Linked DNA regions of Capsicum annuum: all the other regions are linked to region 3. The links are chromatin contacts, called in public Hi-C maps. All regions are on one chromosome and are shown on one strand. The core of a region is the stretch at or near the end of the contact, and the rest is flanking DNA. Distances in the headings are between cores, read along the strand shown. Region 1 holds the start of LOC107845395 (phosphatidylinositol/phosphatidylcholine transfer protein SFH8). Region 2 holds the start of LOC107845381 (zinc finger protein GIS2). Region 3 holds the start of LOC107845650.

Evidence for each region. A called contact is a pair of places that touch in the nucleus more often than the background predicts.
Region 1: a Hi-C map of placenta shows a contact between it and region 3, with 3 times the contacts expected there. The contact joins the promoter of LOC107845395 here to the promoter of LOC107845650 in region 3. A contact is called at or near these places in 2 of 5 Hi-C or Micro-C datasets (leaf and placenta).
Region 2: a Hi-C map of leaf shows a contact between it and region 3, with 2.1 times the contacts expected there. The contact joins the promoter of LOC107845381 here to the promoter of LOC107845650 in region 3. A contact is called at or near these places in 2 of 5 Hi-C or Micro-C datasets (leaf and placenta).

What each region holds. Positions count from the first base shown.
Region 1 is chr10:55,340,219-55,343,122 of UCD10Xv1.1, forward strand. It overlaps LOC107845395 (phosphatidylinositol/phosphatidylcholine transfer protein SFH8), which reads right to left and starts at 1,274. Exons shown (of 14, transcript XM_047397921.1): 1 at 996-1,274. The coding sequence starts at 1,029.
Region 2 is chr10:54,952,811-54,955,797 of UCD10Xv1.1, forward strand. LOC107845381 (zinc finger protein GIS2) reads left to right here and starts at 1,420. Exons shown (of 4, transcript XM_016689669.2): 1 at 1,420-1,586.
Region 3 is chr10:55,175,111-55,177,810 of UCD10Xv1.1, forward strand. LOC107845650 reads right to left here and starts at 1,384. Exons shown (of 1, transcript XM_016690080.2): 1 at 1-1,384. The coding sequence starts at 1,215.

The DNA.
Region 1 (2,904 bases), core at 24-2,523, 160 kb after region 3:
TCATCATTAGATAAAGACAAAAAGCCTTATTTTGTGTAACGACCAATCTGGTGTGATCACATTGTTACCTTTTTTTCTCCTCATTTTCTATTTACTTATCATTTAGTAATCCTATTTTTTCATTTATCCTAACTTTTTATAGTATCTCTACCCCATAAGCTTTTTACCATAAGTCTACCCTTCAAATAGTTGATTTTGACATTATGTAACGACAGAAAACAATACAATCTATCCAAATATTACATTCATTAAAACAAGACAACACGATAACATATTGTGAACCAATATATAACCACCATCCAAACAGTGTGTTAGACTGAAGTCAGCCATATTACTCTACAAATGTGAGCTTCAACCACTCTCAAACCCAGATAAAGGCACAAGGTTGTGGCGTAGCAGCATTGACCCAAGGGTCGTCACTCAAACATCCTTTGTCAAAAAATTATATGTGCATATAGAAAATAATTCAGTATACACAGGCCAAAAACAACTTTTTAGAGATATATACTAAAGATTTAAGCACCATTAGCAAAATTCCTAGATTCGCCACACAATTACACGAGTTGACAAGCACCTAAAACCTAGTCTAGCTAATAAATCCTCTCAAAACCTATAAGGAAGAGTGTAATGGAAAATTCATTATCAAAGGAAAATATCAAGAAACCTCTAAATACTAATTTGGAATCGATACATAATTACTTTACTAAGCAAAACCGTATCCAAATATAAACCTGTTTTTTTGTTTCCACCCAGTGTCCAGTAAACTCATTGGAGTTCAACTGAATCGGATTCACATGAGGAAGTCTCACTTTGGGGAAAAGCGCTCCCTAACAAAGGTGACTCTGTAGAATTGAAACCGAGACGGAGACGGTTAAGGAATTTTTAAAATTTTAACCTGTTTCATCAATCATTGAACTGCATACTGACACAAAAAAACACTAATGTAACTAAAATTCAACAATGCAGTTCAAAATCAGTAAAGAAGGTCAACTCACAAGGCATTGCAAATCGATCTAATGGACCTGACATAGCCGCCGACGATGAATCCTGATGATTAGTAGATCGGAGAATACAAAGAGCGTGATAAGAATAATTGTAAACACAAGAAGATTTGGATAACTCACTAGATCGAAAAAGAGCTGTTCAAAACCCTACTAGAAGATTAACAAGAAAAAATGAAAATTCCTTGAATATTCAGTCGGTGGGAGAAGAAAAATGGGAAGAAACAGAGCTGGAGCCACCTATTTTGGAAGTATATGAGCATTGATCGGACGGCTATAAATGCATCAAAATATTTGTAACGGAGAAGAAAGATTAGCGGTATTTTAGGACTGAAAATTAAAGACACCAAACGGAAACTAATACTCCCTCCGTCCTATTTTATGTGTCGTCATTTGACCGGGCATAAATTTTAAAAAATAAGAGAAGACTTAATAATATTTATCAAATTATCCTTTATAAAAAAATGTGCTACTATTTTTTTTAATTAAGTGGGTCCAATAAGGATAAAAATATAATTGTGTTTTTAAATATTTACCAAATAAGGAAACATGACATTCTTTTTGAGACGGACTAAAAAGAAAATGATGAAATATAAAATGGGACAAAGGAAGTAATAATTTACGACTCATGTGGACCGGCTAGATGGACACCTGAAGGGTGCAATAAACTCCCAAGAGTTCAACCGAAAAATAAAAAGGGAATGGACAAGAATAGTCACTCGACTAAAAAAATTGTCGCCGAATGGCCATTGATTTTGAATTTCCAAAACATAGCCATTTAGGCCATTTTTTGTTACTGCCTTCATTTATTTTTTTTTGGCCTTTTAGCTATTTTTTTAAATTGCTACTCTACTTTAGAGTAGATCCAGCTTCCCTCCGGGTCTCAATTAGGGTATGTGGTCCTATCCTAAAAGAAAGATCCTATCTTGCCTCCCTGAAATAAAGGGTTTTAACTACCTCTGAAGAGGCCTCCCCTTCCGTACCTACTCCGCAAGGTCTTGCTCCTTTCACTTCCTCTTCAACAAGATATGACCCTTTTAGTGGCTATAGTGGCGTACTTAGGTAATGAAATTCTCGACCAACCCTATCCCCTAACCCTCGGAGTGAAAAAGGCGCATCTACACTTTTTTGAAAAATTCATTGCTTGCTCTCTTTTTCTAAAAAAATTTGTCTTTTTTCACTTTTTTTTTCGCAACTCCATTTTAAAAAGAAAGAGTTATTCTTCTAATTGGTATAGTTTTTCTAACAATCAAATACGATTTTATAATATTGTAATTGTTGCTCTTCTTTTTTATCAATCAAATACAATATTTGATGTCAAATACATGAATTTTTGATACCAAATACAAATACATATTTTATACAATAATTGTATAAAAATATATCAATATGGAATTAAAGTGTATCAATATGGTATAAAAGTGTATCAATTGAGTATAGAGACTGCATGTGTTCAGTTGGGTCAAATGGCTAAAAAAGAAAAATAAATTGCCCCAACTGGCTTCAATTGTCCACATTTTCAAATTGTAGGTTATTTCTTTTCAAAGTGGTCAGCCCATATCCTTTAACTGTTAACCCGTTTGGCCATAAAAAAATTTCATTTTTTTGATAAATTATTTCACTTTAGTGAAAATTGACGTGTTCGGTCATGAGAATTTCAAATTCAATTTCAAATTATTTTTGAAAACTGAAAATAAGTTTTACTTTTTTTCAACTTTAATTTCAACTTAATTTGTTATTATAAATGACCCTCCCCTTTTTATTTTTACAAAAACATCCTATTAATGTTAAATATTTAACTACCACATTGAACACTTATTTCTACTTTCATCGATAAAACACTTCAAAATTGAAGGCAACTTTAATTTTTTTCCTCTTCCTCAAAATCCTCTCATGATATAAA
Region 2 (2,987 bases), core at 170-2,669, 220 kb before region 3:
GAAAAAAATGAAAAAAAAAAAGAGATATAAAAAACATGAAAAAAATGAAAAAGGGAAAAAATAAAAAAGAAGAAATCGAAGATTAAGGGAAGGGATCAAATTTACCTCTCAAGTTTAGAAAATTGGCTAAATATATCGTTCATCAAATTTTGGGGTCACATATTCACTTGATATTGTACTTTAGGGCCAAATCTAGTCTCATACTTGGAAAAAAATGGCTAAATATATATTCTTCGTCATATTTTGAGGCTAAATTTAAGAAACTTTTCATATGTACCCTTTCTTTAATAGAAATTTTCAAATCAATGTTTAATGCCCTTTTTTAAAAAAATAAAATAACCCTAATTCAATTCGAGCCATAAAAAAAAATCACAAACAACTATACCTCCCTCAGTTTTGTTGATCAAAATTTTTCAATGAAATTAAGTCACTAGATATTTATTAGTGCGTAACTCATTAAAAATGGATCTACATCAGTACAAACTTAAACAAATATACCCTCCCCAGTTCATGGATCTGCATTAGTGTAGAGCTCATGAAAAATGACACTTAGCGGTCAAATTCAACAGACTAGGTCTACTGATATTTTTTCTGGATGATTGAGTTATGAGGTCTCGTTACGTGTCAATCGTGACAACTCTTTATTCTTATGTCTTTATATACAATTTGGATCTATATATCATGTCATTTGCTTAGAAAACTTATCAACTAATTTTAGAATCTAGATGCACATAAAATTGCATACCAAATTTTGAAAGTTGAAAATAATTATAACATGAGCAAAGTTTGTAATAGACATTTTCTCTAGTTCCATGCTTCTGCGTTATCACATTTCATTCTACCTTTTGTTCATTTATAAACAACCTACTAATGTAACACGTTGAAGAGAAATATAATTATTCGTTGAGAAAATTCGACCAAGAGAACTGAGAGAGGGGTGTATTTATTTGTGTATTTTTTGTGGGTCAGATCTGGGGAGGGTTAAATTACGATATGTTTTATTTTTAAAAAATGGACCATTTAGCTTTGATTTGATCTTTTTTGTTGAAAGAAGTGCACATGTTAAAAATTTCTTAACAATGAGGATAAATTTGACCCCAAAGTATGACGTTGAGAGTAAATTGATTTCAAAGTATGATAAAGGATACATTTAGTCAATTTTTTAAAATAAAAGAGTAAATTTGATCCCAAAATATAACATTAAGTATATATTTAATAGTAAAGTAAGACAAATAATATATTTGACAATTTTTTAAAATAGAGGGGTAAATTTGACCCCTTTCCCATAAATAGATGATTCTACCTTTTTTTCCTAGTTAAATTTATGAATTGCTATTTCAAAAAACCTTTTTTTTTTTTTTTTTTTTTTTTAATTTTAACAAAAATAAAAAGGTAAAGGCTATATTGGGTATCCATCAACTTAGGGGGGCAACCCTTACCCGAAAACCGGTAGCTATTTCCTTCGCCTGGCGCTCGCCTTATCCATTATTCCTTAGTACTTTCTTTCTCGTGCCCTCGCTCTATTTCTCTCTCTCTCAGCATCCCAAAATCTAACCCTAATTGCCAGATCTACCACGCTGTTTCAGGTTCATCTCTTTCTTTTCTTTCTCCGTCTTTCTATTTCTATTTTTCCTTCTAGGATTAGCTTTGTGATTTATTTTTACTCTTTAATGAATGACCTTGTATTTATATTGTATTTTTTTTTACTACCCTGGTTTCTGAGCTACGTTGTGTGTAACTCACTAATTCCACGGAATAATTGGCAGCTCCAACCACCATTTTCTATTTTAGCCGGCTGTTATATGTTTCTAAGTTTTTATTGTTCTATGTCGCCCTACTTTGAAATTGATATGAGGTTTTAGATAGAGGAAGACCAGCTAGCTGGGGATTAAAGTGTAGTCGGTTGATTGGTTTAGGTTTTATTGTTGGATAGTAGCTGAACTGGTTCTTAACTCGGAGTCTTTTGGTCATGTTGGAACTCAAATATTGATTGGAATACTTTATCAGCTAGAAGTAGAACTATATCTTTATATATAATTATTCATTTTATTTTTTGTCACATTTATTCTAGTATTCCTAGTAGTTCCCCGTTTTTGTGTGTTTCTTGAGTGATTGTTCTTGCATAGTGTTTTTCTATCCAAAATTATCTGGGAAAGAACAAGTGACATATCTAACCACTGTTATAAATTGGGGAGGAAGCTGTGTGTACAAGTGCTTTCTTTGTTGCTTTTGAATAGGTGGAAAGAAGGATGTAAAAGATTAATGAGAATGCGAGAAGCTGAGAGATTTTGTGTTTTAATGCACGGGCCATTCTACTAAGGGTTGGTGTGTGGTGATGGGCTGTTTTACTATTCTGCTTATTGATTCCAATTGATTTCTTGATGAATGAAATTGAAGATATCTGAACATATTTCAGCTCTTTATCCATCCTATCCCAACTAAAAAGAAAAAGAAAACGAGAACTTTTGAAACTAAAGGTGATTGGAGGCTGAAATAAATCTAAACCCCATTTAACTTTTCGAACCTGGATAATTGGAAAAAAGCAGTTGTTTTCTCTGTTGTTCTTCATTTTCCGTGGCCGGGGTTGCAGAGTGTATCTGTTGGTCAGATCTTACACCTTGTGGGTCTGGGTGCGCTTGTTGTGAATATACTGATAGATTATAGTAAGGAGGAATGGTGATGTGAGGATTGAAGTTGATAACATGGGGAGAAAGGATGTAACTGGGGAGGCACGGTGCAGTCATTGTTTAGCTACATGATGAAAATGCTTGACTTGTACCATGAATCTTCCTTTTTGATTCAACAAAGTCTGTTACCTTTTGTAAAGTTAAAGACTTAAAGATATGTATATATTGTACTCTGTAACACGTTGAACATTTCCTGCAGTTCAACGAATTATTTTTTTGCTTAGAAGTTTTGTATACATATAATTATAATATTATAACCTCTATTTTAGGGAGGTGAATTATTTGCTGCCAATCACACAC
Region 3 (2,700 bases), core at 134-2,633:
AGATCTAGGCTTGCAGAAGAACACTGAACATTCCCCTGCAGATCTTTGCATTGGCAAGCCTGGAATGCAGTTCATCCTTACATCAAGAACCTTTCTTTGAATTAACTTCTTGCATTCTGGCCCAACCTTTGTGAAGTAATTATATGGTAGTGACAAATTCTTCAAGTTGGACAGCTTGCACAGCAGTTCAGGCACAGCACCATAGAACTGATTTTGTGCCAAGTTCAGTATCTGCATCTTAGCCAAACATCCAAATGAAAGAGGTATTATCCCAGTTAACTGATTTTTGCTCACATCGAAAATAGTGGCCTTACTTAAAAGCCCAATTTCATAAGGCAAGCACCCAGTGAGCTGGTTGTTCAAGAACAGTACTTCACGTAATGTTTTACACGCTTGGCCAATGCTACGGGGAATTGGACCAGTGAATTTGTTGTTGGCTAAAGTTAAGTAAAGAACTGGAGTTGATCCCAAGTTAGCAGGAAGTTTCTGCATTAAATTGTTGTTGTTGATGAACAGAACATCAAGGTTTAGCAAGAAAACTTGAGGCGGAACTACCCCGGAAAACATATTGAACCTAAGGTCCAAGAAATATAAGTTCTTGGCATTAAGAACGTTATATGGGAATTCACCATTATAATTGTTGTTGCTAAGGTCTAGCTCATAGAGGTAACGAAGATTGGCGATTTTTTTTGGGATTGTGCCTTTAAACTTGTTGGAATTTGCATGAAAGATTGTTATGTCTGGTAGTTCATCAAGAAAGCCATCAAGAGTGAGGTCAGGGCCATCAAACTTGAATTGATTAAAGTCCACCGCAGCTAATGATTGAACCTTATAGTTAGGAACCACTGCACAATGGAAACCCTTGTACTTGTTACAAACATCAGAGCCAACCCATGTGGTCGTAATGCCAAGGGGGTCATGCTTGATTTTGGCCTTAAACTTTTGGATAACATGATAGGCGATCTCGACACGTTTACTTTCAAAGAAGAGCAATGGTGGTGATGGTGGCGGAGGGCAAGGAGGTTCGGGTGGTGGAGGGGGTGGGGGACAATCTTGATTATCCGGGAGAGGTGGTGGTGGAGAATTACCACCACCTCCACCGATGATTATCTCCAATGTTTCTCTACTAATTTGGCCAAGAATTGGACTAGCAAGAACTAGACAATTCTGAAAGCATATTTGGAGGATAAAAACAATAGAGATAATGGTAGCCATTTGCTCATAGACTGAGGGGCAGTGGATTTGGAGTGATACAAAGATCAATTATATGAGGAGATTAATTGGAAAAATAGAGGAATAGACTAGTATTGGTTCATAGTCACGAGAAGAAAGAAAAGCATTAACAGTACAAACTATTTTGTCGACAAGTAACCAAGTTGTTGCCCTCTCACTTTCACATATGAACATTTTCGTCCTTTTATGACTAGTCAATGATTCCATAAATTATTGTGTTAAAATATTATGAGAAAAGACATCAATTTTTTTCTCGAACTTATTCGCTCAACTTACTTTATCACTTAAATTAAATTTTTATTTATTTACCCTTAATATGTTTAAAGTAAATTTATTTCACCTTCAAAATCACAATCCCAATTTCACAATAAAGAGTGCACTACACACGCGTCATGTCAGTACCAAATTAGTGTCACGTCAGTGTCATTTCATTGCCATGTAAGAAATTATAATTTTAAAAAAAAAAAAGTAATCTCACTCACATACTATGTTTATGTATTTTTGTTTTAAAAAGTAAAAAATATATATGTACTATTTATTTAAATATATATATATATATATAACTATATATATATAAATAGTACATATATATTTTTTACTTTTAAATATATATATATATATATATATTTAAATAATATTATATATATATTAAAGAAAATGCCCTACCCCACCCCATTTTTCTTCTTCTTCAGACCCCCCCCCCCCCCTCTCTTCCAGTCCCCCGCAACCCCAACCCTGTAAATAGGTACCCCCGCCCCCTCTCCCGCTCTTTCTCCCCTTTCAGCCCCACCCCTACCCCCTACTCTTTCTCCCCTTCCAGCCTCCCCCACCCCTTACTTTCTCCCCTTCCAGCCTCCCCCACCCCTTCTTTCTTGTTCAAAAACAAAAATACCCCCTCCTCTTCCAGCCCCCTCCCCTACAAACAGGTTCCCTCGCCCCCTGCCGTTCTTTCTCCCTTCCAACCCTCCCCACCTTTCTTATTCAAACATAAAAACACCTCCATCAAGTTAAAATTAATTTTTTCACTTATTTTACTGTTCAAAAATTGTTTTATTAATCAAAAAATTCAAAAGTAAAAATCAAAATAAATCTCATTGTTGATAAGTGGTTCAAAAATAAAATCATCAATTTAATTTAATATTTGTTCAAATTTTTAGGGAGTTGGATTGAAGGTTGAGATGGTGTTCAATAGAGAAAAAATTTTAATTCGGTGTCTTCATGTTTATTCTTTGGTGGTATTAATGAAGGAAAATAAAAAAAATTAAAGGAGAGTGTTGGTGGAGAATGGATTTGATGTTATTAATGAAGGAATTTGAGTGTTTTTCTTAATGATGTTTTGGAGAAGAAAAGAAGAAAAAGGTGTTCAGTTTTTTTGTTAAAAAGAATTTCTATTATATTTAAAATATAATATTAGTGAAATTAATTTTTGTTACAAATTAAACGTGCCTATTTTTTCTTGAAAATGTC